2 separate regions of the Mus musculus genome follow, and region 2 is linked to region 1. A link is a contact called in public HiCAR-type data. All regions are on one chromosome and are shown on one strand. Each heading gives the region's core, a stretch centred on a gene start, on an enhancer-like site or on the middle of the called end of the contact. The rest is flanking DNA. Distances are from core to core; before and after follow the strand shown.

Evidence for each region. HiCAR-type assays count read pairs that join an accessible place to other places.
Region 2: a contact with region 1 is called in a HiCAR-type map of astrocytes, with 3 times the contacts expected there. The contact joins the promoter of Ell2 here to the promoter of E430024I08Rik in region 1. A contact is called at or near these places in 1 of 39 promoter capture datasets (hippocampal neurons), 1 of 484 Hi-C or Micro-C datasets (B cells) and 3 of 115 datasets of contacts at active chromatin or transcription factors (astrocytes, stem cell-derived neural progenitor cells and thymic regulatory T cells).

Annotation. Positions count from the first base shown.
Region 1 is chr13:74,461,232-74,465,927 of GRCm38.p6, forward strand. E430024I08Rik (a long non-coding RNA gene) reads right to left here and starts at 2,381. Exons shown (of 8, transcript XR_003950546.1): 1 at 1,978-2,381; 2 at 1,351-1,435.
Region 2 is chr13:75,706,165-75,710,947 of GRCm38.p6, forward strand. Ell2 (elongation factor for RNA polymerase II 2) reads left to right here and starts at 1,320. Exons shown (of 12, transcript NM_138953.2): 1 at 1,320-1,633. The coding sequence starts at 1,487. It overlaps 1700037F03Rik (a long non-coding RNA gene), which reads right to left and starts at 993. Exons shown (of 3, transcript XR_873683.1): 1 at 915-993.

The sequences.
Region 1 (4,696 bases), core at 1,131-3,630:
CTCCATACAACAGTCTCAGTCTCTCCATCTCTCTCTGTTTATTTATTTACATTCTAACTGTGGCCCATGATCTGGTTCCCTCCCAAGGTTCTTTACCCTCCTCCCCCTTCCCTTTGCCTTTGAGACCTTGCCCCATCACCCCATCTCCACTCCTCTCACCCACTCCTCACCTTCCTCATTCTTCTTCCCGGGGGAATCAAGTCTACAAGATTAGGTGTATAGTCTCCTATTCGGTACAGACAATGCAGTCCTCTGCTACATATGTTCCTGGGACCATGGACCAGCCCATGTATTCTCTTTGGTTGATGGCTTCGTCTCTGTGAGCTCCCAGGGGTCTAGGTTACATGATACTATTGGTCTTCTTAAGGGACTGGTATACCATACAGCTCCTTCAATCCTTCCCCTAACTCTTCCATAGGGTCCCTGACTGGAGTCCATTGGTTGGCTGTAAGTATCTGCATCTGTCTCAGTTACTGGTAGAGCCTCTCAGAGGACAGCCATGCTCAGCTCCTGTCTGCAAGCACATAGGTGTTTTTCCTTCTCAAATGGATGTCAACCAGTGTAATTTTTCCATGTGGCAGAACTATGCTTTTCTCAATTAGAAAACGGGAGCTTTAGGCACACCAGGCATTAATGTTGGTTGTGACTCTGTAATGATGGATTGAGCAGCTTGTTACAGACCTGCTTTTTGCTTTGAGCATGTGCCAAGTGGCTGGTTGTACATCACAGTTGTCTCTCCTTTGTTATAGTTTGGAGCCAGCTGTGTAGACAAACCTGGGGAGCAAACATGTGAATCCTAGCATCCTAGTCTCTAACCGGCCTGCTTAGCATACTAACCTGTGGGGTGTTTTTGACACAGTCCTCCATCAGCTAAATGCTACTTACTGTCACTATTTCTTAAGCTTGGTAAACCATTTAAATCATCAATTCTACTCTTCTACATCTCAGCTTAGTATGGGAGTGCTACCCAACACATGAGATGCCTTTTAACAGCTCCACAAAATTAACTACAAATGGATCTTATACTTAATAGGTAAATGCTGGGGGCAAAACTTATAGAAGATTCAAGAGAAACTAGGGCTCTCCAAGTTTGGCATCCTGCCCGTGAAATTTCTACAAGCAAGCCCCTAATCCTAATGTTTTGAGCTGATTCAGCCCTGATACTGATGTTATTCAGAGTTCACCGCCTGTTTTAGCAAGTGAGGAGCATCACAAAGGACCGCACAATTGGCCACATCTGGTTACATCTGGCTGAGGCTTCCCATACAGCCCCAGAGAGGACACACCACCTCAGCTCCCACTGCTCAGCCACCTGCCCCTACCCATTATAGACAGTAACCATGCGCTTACCATGTTTCAAAAACGGAGCTTACTTGAGGTCCACTCACAGCACCCAACAGCAGCGCTCAAAGCAAGACACAGAGACGGTTCAATCCTGTAGAGCAAAAACAAACTTCCAGCAAGGCATCCGGAAGACCCCGCCTCATTGTCTGACTGGCAGTTCGCCCTGGAATCCTTGATTGGCCAGCGAGTCTTACCCCGCCTCTAGATTAAAGTGTGCTTCCTGTCCCGGTCCAGTCCTTTTACAGATCTCGGGAGTGGTTTGCATTCGGGTGGCATTTGTGCCTATCCTCCTAGAGCCTCCTCTATCTGTGGTCCCAGGCCGACTTTGAGGAGGATCCACCATTGCAGCTCCGGCTGTTCATCCGCCTGCTCCTCCCCTTTGTGGGCAGTGATCTCGCACTCACCATGTCTCAACTTCGGAGCTCGCTTAAGGTCCCCAATGGCACCCAACAGCATTACTCAAAGCAGGACGGAAAGGACTATTCACTCCTGCATTCCAAAACGAACGTGCAGCAAGCCACCCGGAAGAACCCTCCTCATTGTCTGACTGGCAGATCCGCCTGGGGCCCTAGATTGCCCAATGAGTCTTACCCCTCCTCAAGGTTAAATAGAGCTTCCAGTCTTGGGTCAGACCTTTTCCAGATCTCTGGTCTGACTTGCTCTCCATTAGCATTTGTGTCTATCCTCCGAGCGGTGGGAGTGGAGACAGCATTTCAGCTCAGGCTGTTCAGCCGCCTGCTCCTTCCCGTTGTAGCAGTGGTCCTGCACTCACCATGACCTACTTCCTGGCTTGCTTGAGCTTTCCTCACAGCACTTCCCCTTCTTCCTGAAATCAAGGTCGCTAGCCTTTTACTAAACTGGGAGTGGAGTTATCAATCTGGCTCACCAGTGGAAGGATGCCCAGGATAATAACACTAAAGAGGATTTTAGGATACAAGAGTTTTGTTTTGTAGCTTGATGCTGGACCAGGGGAAATGCAGGTCCTTTTCACCAAAGAGGTATGAAACAACCTTGGGAGAAAACCAGGAAAGAGATGACAAACAGTGTAGAGCACTGTTGTTAGCCAGCGCATCTTCCTCAGTGGCAGGGTGGAGACAAACCACAGTTGTATTAGTACAGATAATCGTACCTCATCTCATAGGACGAATTTCTTTATGTATGTAGAAAGGGGATTAATAGAATGTCTCACAGACAGTGGTCCTCCTAGTCCAATAATGGCTTAGCACATTCATTGCCAAGGGAAAGAAGAAAAATCAAGGACTTGTTGAGTTCACATTGCTTGATATCTCAGCGGATCTTGAGAACTTACCAGAATTCTGAAGAAATACGTACTTACTAATGCCAGTTTAAAAACAAAACAAAATGAATGAATGAACAAACAAAACACCTTGCTAAAAAATGTAGGGAAAGAAGTAGACAATTTGAAAGAACTTCCCTGTTTAAGGTCCTTTATGTATGTAGGTTTCAGAAAGAATGTGTAGCCTGGATTAAAGGTGGATCTTAAACTCTCAAAAGACCAAGATATAGCAAGGGTTTCTCACTTCAAAAGGAATAATTAAGAAAACTCCCTTACAGGATGCAGGGTTAGAGTTAGGGGATTAGAGGGTTAGGATTAAGATAAAGAGTGTTTAGATTAGGGTTAGTGTGGTTAGGGTTACAGGTTTAGGGTTAGGCTCAGGGTTAGCACAAAGATTTTGCTGTGCTATGTGAAATCAGCTCCTGTCTCTTCTCTCATCTGCCTTCCCAGTCCTCTTTTTCATACTATCAGCATCTTCCTTCCTGCCCCAAAGAAAGTCATAAGGGGGCTATGCAAGAACCCGGAATTCCCTGATGGGAAATAGGTTTACTTTACTCAGGGGCCCAGTTCTCATACAACAGAAAACCACTATTTCTTCAGTTGTTGTTTTAAATTTCACCTAGGGAATCCTCTTAAAATGTAAGCAATCATGGGGCTTGGTGTCTTTTTTTGATAATGATATAAAGCATAGACCATTTAATTTTACCAGGTCTTTAGGTAATATAACCACATGGTTCAAGATCAAATGGTAGGCACCATTATTCTTGATGGTCCCACCGAGTCAATAGTATCCCTATTACACAAAGAAGAAATATCAGACTTACAAAGTATTCGTTTTGCATCTTAATGTTTTGTTTTGTTCTGATTCTAGTAACTTCTACCTTACAGATTTAATGGCTCCTCAAAAGAACCTAAAAGTTTTCCCATCCACATACCTCCAAAAGTGGCATACTAACAAAGGATACAATGACTTTGATATTCACAGATCCCAACAGACAAGTATAAGTTACTAAGTGCTAGTAAGGCATTTTTTTAAGATTTTTTTTTAATGTCCATGAATATACACTGTAGCTGTCCTCAGATACACCAGAAGAAGGCGTTGGATTCCATTATAGATGGTTGCAAGCCACCATGTGCTTACTGGGAATTGAACTGAGGTCCTCTGGAAGAGCAGTGCATGCTCTTAACAACTGCGCTATTGCTCCAGCCCGAGGAAGGCCTTTTTAATGTGACTGATTTAGAATATCCATAGTCGCATAAGAAACACCTTGTCAATTTTGTGTATGTAAACCCAGTGAACTCACTGACATCTTTCATTGAACTATGATAATTTTGAGATGTGGTGCCATTGAGAACTTAGAAAGAGGGGATAAACATACCTTGTTCCCCACCCCTGAATAAATGTTGTCATAGTAGAATGTGAATTTATTTGTTAAACTTATTGTATCTTATGATATTAACAAATATAAAATGTTAGAATGATCGAAAGAAAGAAATAGTTTTAATAAAGAAGGATTCATATATAGATTAGGATGGAAATTTCCAAAAATGAGAATTAAAAAAACTCCTACAAAGCCTTTGGAAGTTCTGAAGGAATAAGTGAGGCATTTAAGGCACTTAGAGTATGACACTTATGGTAAATATTATGGAATAAAAGTCTCTGTCTTCAGATGAACATTTATGACAAACTGCCTGTAATCTAAGTTTAATTCTATCCTGTGTCCAGGCTATATTGAGGAGAGTCAAAATATGGGGATGATTCCCTCAGAGCTTCCAAGGGAAGTCACACTCAGTCTACCCAAGGGTATTGAGAAATATTCACTAAGAGGGAAAATAGTACAAAGCAAAGCTTGAAGAAACAAAAGTTATTTAGAAGCCCAAGTGATAACTTAGGCATGGCTTTTCAACAGGCCTACCGGAACATGAACTGAAATTGATTTTGCTGAATATGAAATATGATCCCCTTTAAAGTGCAGTGTGTCTATTTAGCAACTGAAGGGACAGCAGTCCTCCAAAGTTATGTTTGATCATGTCAAATGTTATTTAGATAATGAG
Region 2 (4,783 bases), core at 70-2,569, 1.2 Mb after region 1:
TATCCCTGCTTTTAAATCTTTCACTTGTTTGTTTGTTTGTTTAGTTTTTGCTCTTGTTTTCTGAGACAGGGCTTGGTTTGAAGCCCAGGCGGGCCTAGAACCTACCTTCCACAGTCAATCTCCCAGCCTCAACTTGGCAATTGTTTGCTTTTTGTCTTGTGTTTCTGATCAGCCAATTAATTGACCTTCTCAGGGGAAACCTATCTAGTCTATCCGCACACAGCTTAAAGAGGATTGCTGTAGGCACCCTCCTTTAGCCATGCCCACACACAGTGTAAACTGAAGTGGAAACTAAGCCAAGCCTCCTTACACTTTGGCCTCTACCTCCTCCATTTAAACTCAGTAAGACCTCCTAGCCTAAATAAAACCAATGAAAGACACAGATCTCAAAGAAGACTCAGAGAATGGGTGGTATCATTGTTTCTTTTTACCTACCTCAAGGTCAGTTATACTCTTCAAGGGCCTTTGAAAGAAGAAACCCCGAACAGTATGGTTTCCCCATGACCCATAAAAAGGCATAACCCTGATCATATGATGAGCTCCAGTGCATATTCTATTCCTTTGAAGTCACATACATGTATGAGTTGATTTTGAAAGACTCTAAGGTCCAACTCTATTTATTGTATCATGACCACCACTCAAAACACATTTAATGCACTGGTATAATTTTGTGCTTAAGTTTTCCACACAGTCTCACACAACTACTGAAGACTACAGCTGACTTGGTAATTTCAAGTCTGGAATTAAAAATAAACAAACAAACAAACAAACAAACAAATAAATAAACCTTTGTGCCACCCCAGTACTGAACTTCCTTTTAAGGAAAAGCTCTCTTGAGACAGCCTACGGTGTCTGCACCACAGAGCATATCAAGACCCAAAGCTTGTGCAGCTGTCAGGAAACAAAATCCGTACTTGGTCATCTGTCCTGCCTTCACCCCTACCGAATGGGGATCTTCACTTCGTACCGCAAGAACAGGTTGACCTATGTGTTCGGTCCACTATTACCTCTCAAGGGGCGGGGCTCCGACTTAGGCTCACTTGGTAACCTTGACACCCAATTAGCAGGGTTCTGCCCCAAATCGGTCCAGCCAATCGCCGCAGGAGAGCCAAGACGAGACATGACGTCAGATAAGATTAACTCGACGCGTCACCCCGACGTCAACCTCTCCTCTGTCGGACGTCCCGTCCTGAGAGCAAAACTCCTGCGACTTTGGGCCCCGCCCCCTTGAGGTGAAGAGCAGCCAATGAGGGAGGCTCTGTGGGGATTCAGACCAATGAACAGAGTCCAGGGCGGGGTGCGGGCTCGAGGGTGGGGCGGCCCGCAGCTGTGGAAGCCCGAGGTCTAGCTGCGCGCAGTATATGACAGTACGTCAGCAGCGGGATGGCCGTAGCTGTGGCGGCGGCTGCAGGAGCCCGAGCAGCCGCGGCCGCAGTGGAGGCTGGAGCCCGAGCGGCGTCCGCGGTGGCACCCCGGGGAGTTTAAGATGGCGGCGGGGGGGGCTGCGGGACTGCGGGAGGAGCAGCGGTACGGGCTGGCGTGCGGGCGGCTGGGGCAGGACAACATCACCGTGCTGCATGTGAAGCTCACCGAGACGGCGATCCGGGCGCTGGAGACTTACCAGAGCCACAAGGTGAGCGGCCGGCCGGGCAGCGCTCGGGGAGGCGGCGGCCACTGATCTTTCTGCCGGGCGCCTGGCGCCGCGCCGGTGGGGCGCTGGCTCCCGCTGCTGCCTCCGCACCCGCCGAAGGGAACGAGGCCAGCCGCGGGCGCCGACGCCGCGGTCCGGGGCCTCTGGATCGAGGGCGCGGGCGGGCGGCCCCTTGTGGCGGGGTCGGCCTGGCCGGGGCTGCGCGGCCGCTGCGGGACTTTCCGACAGCCGCCCGCGGGGTTTCTGGCTTGTTTGGTCCGGAGGAGGAACCGGGTCCTTTGGGAGAGAAGTGTGGCGATCGCCTTACCCTCGGAGGGGGCGCACGGAGCTACCAGTAAAGAAGCGAGGGTCGGAGGCCGCGAGCGGTCAGAGTTTTCTGGGAAACGCGGAGGGATGGCTGAGTCGCTGAGCGAGGGGCAGCGGCACTCCGTGGGGGTGAAGACATAACTAGTACTCTCAGGGACTCGGAGACACTGGCACCCCTATTGCAGGCGAGAGTGTACATGGTGTACTCGGGAAGGCCGGGACACTGGCGCTGCGAGGAGGGGGAGGGGGACACACCTTGCACTCTCGGGGACTCGGGGACTCCAGCTCTGTGGGTTGGGTTCCCGGAGACACACCGCATACCGAGTGGCCGCAAACCGACACCTCATCTCCGGGAGAGACACCAGAAGACTCAAAATCAACTAGAGCCTGAAACAAGACGGCCGGGTCTGGGGAAAGGAATTCTCAGAAGCTCCGCGTAGCCGAAAGGCGCTCCGCGTCCTGTGCTGGCTCGCTGTCTGTTGGCGAGGAGCGAGCCCGAAGGTTGTGGGGAGACAGACGGCTGACTGGATGAGATTCTGCTCTTTTCCTGGGCCCCAGAGAGAGAAACCTGTGGTCTCCGCCTCATCCCATACTCTGAGCGCTTGACTCCACTAGAGGAAGAGGCTCCAAGGCACATACCCTGTAGCTGGAGTCCAAACCCAGGAACTTTCGCACAGAAAGGCACCGTAATGACAATTTAACCAGATGGGGGTATAAGGAAGCCGATTATGGGCATGTAAAAGGGGGTGGGGGAGTAGGGAGACGAAAGTGGACATGTTGTCGAAGGGAAAGACTATACCATATGGAAGAGCCAGGGGCATTTTGTTCAGAGAAAAGAAACAAACAGCTACACCCCACAGGATTTTCTAACAAGAAGTTCAGTGCCTACTAAAGAATATATTCCAATATGTCTCATAAAACAGGCACAGAGGGACTCGGACCTCACATACTTAGATAAAAGTGGAAAAAGAACTAACATCTGTTGAGCTCCTACTAGTGCCAGGCACTTTAAATGCATACAGAGAAAAATAGTCTTAGGCAGAGCCATCGTGAGAAGCAGAAACCTGGGCCAGCAGAGCTTCCAGAAGCTCCCACACACATGCACACACAGAGAGAACATAAACAGTTGTGTACATCTTGGGAGTATATGAGTTCACCTGACAGAAAAGGAAAGATCCAGATCATATGCTCTCAGAGGCTCCCAAAGAATTGATTGGGCACGTGTTATGCACAGAGAAGCATATGGTGGAAAGTAATGACACGTTTTGTGGAGATTAAGGGGAAGCCAACAGGGAGGAGTGCAAGTATATGGAGAAACAGACCTTCCACCCAGGGAGAAGACCTCAAATAAGGCTTGGAGAGCAGTGTAGAGCCACCAATAAAGACACAAAGATCCAAATAGCAAAACTGAATGTGCTAGTAGCTACTCTCCAGACAGGTTCACAAGCAAGAAAGAGGCCAGTACCAGCATGAAGTGGGAGGCCCATCTGGGGAAAGCCAGGCAGGAAGGCAGGGGGGCCAAGGCTGACAGAGAAACTCAGCCCTGCAAGATGGAGAGATAAGGTTGTGGGTTCCAGGGGCATAGGAAGCAATGACAGTGGGAAGAAGTGAGGTAAGGGGACATAAGGAGAGGAAGAAGAGGAGCCAAGCCCCCAATTAAAAGACAACAGAACAGACCTGGGGATATGGAAAGGCTGAGGCTGAGTTAGAGTGGTGTAGAAAGTTAACTCTGAGGGTTCGGGGCGGGGATGGGGATCACCCCCTTTAGGAAACAAAAGGCAAACTGTACAGTTAAACAGGGATATTTCACCATACACTGGTTCAGGGAATTGGTGAAGAGGTCCACTTAAAGAAAAGAGAAGGTGCTGCCCAGGATAACTGAAGTGACAGACCACCCCCGACCCCAGTGTCCAATGGGGCCCTGAAAGGGAGTTTGTTTTCTTATCTTTGTATGGCCTTCATTTCTGTCTGGTGTTTTCATACTTGGAATTAAGGTTAGAGTGCCCAGCTCACCTCTGTTTATATGTCATTATTTTAACAGAGACAGAATATCAAATCTTGTTTCTCTGTCAACTCTCTGCTTAGATGCTGTTTTAATGTTGCTTGTTTTAATTACTGAAGTCCGTGGCTTTATTCTGAACTGTTCTTAGTCCCTGTTCCTGTCTTCACCCATTTTCCACTGCTGGCATATAAATTAGTACATTGAATCAGTCCCTGGGTCTCCATTTTTCTAAATGTGGCATGCTGCGGGTGGGTGGGGTTGAACGAGCTGACTCAGCCTTTTCTTTAGACATTGCGTTGCTCTCAGTTAACCAGCTCCTGTCCTTAGTTGGGTCACTTAAGCTATACTTTGGGGTTTTCTGGGGGGTTTTATTTATTTATTTATTTATTTATTTTAATAAAAACACTTGTTAAGAGGCTTCGGAATCGAGTCTAACTTAGGATGAAAATCACAACCTTGTAGGGACATGGGAAGAAGTTAAATCAGGGTACTCTGGAATAGGTAGCATAAACCTGTGGGCATGCCTGGGTACCTTTCCTGGTTCATCCAGACCAGGGCTGACCCAGTAACAGTTGCTAGCAGTGGGCATCTGCCTGAACCCTGAACCCTTTTATTCTCCAGTGGAAACGCATTGGTCTTTTTTTTTTTTTTAAACTTTCCATCATTAGAAGCAGGATTTGTGACTTTAAATTGTAACTGCTGTTTGAGAGTGTCGGCTTGTGCTAGATGAGAGAAAGCTTTGGGGTGGTTCAGCTTTTGAGGACTTATCTGGACTGGGGATGGTTTTCTTTTCTTACATAAAACTGTTCTTACCATGTCTGTGC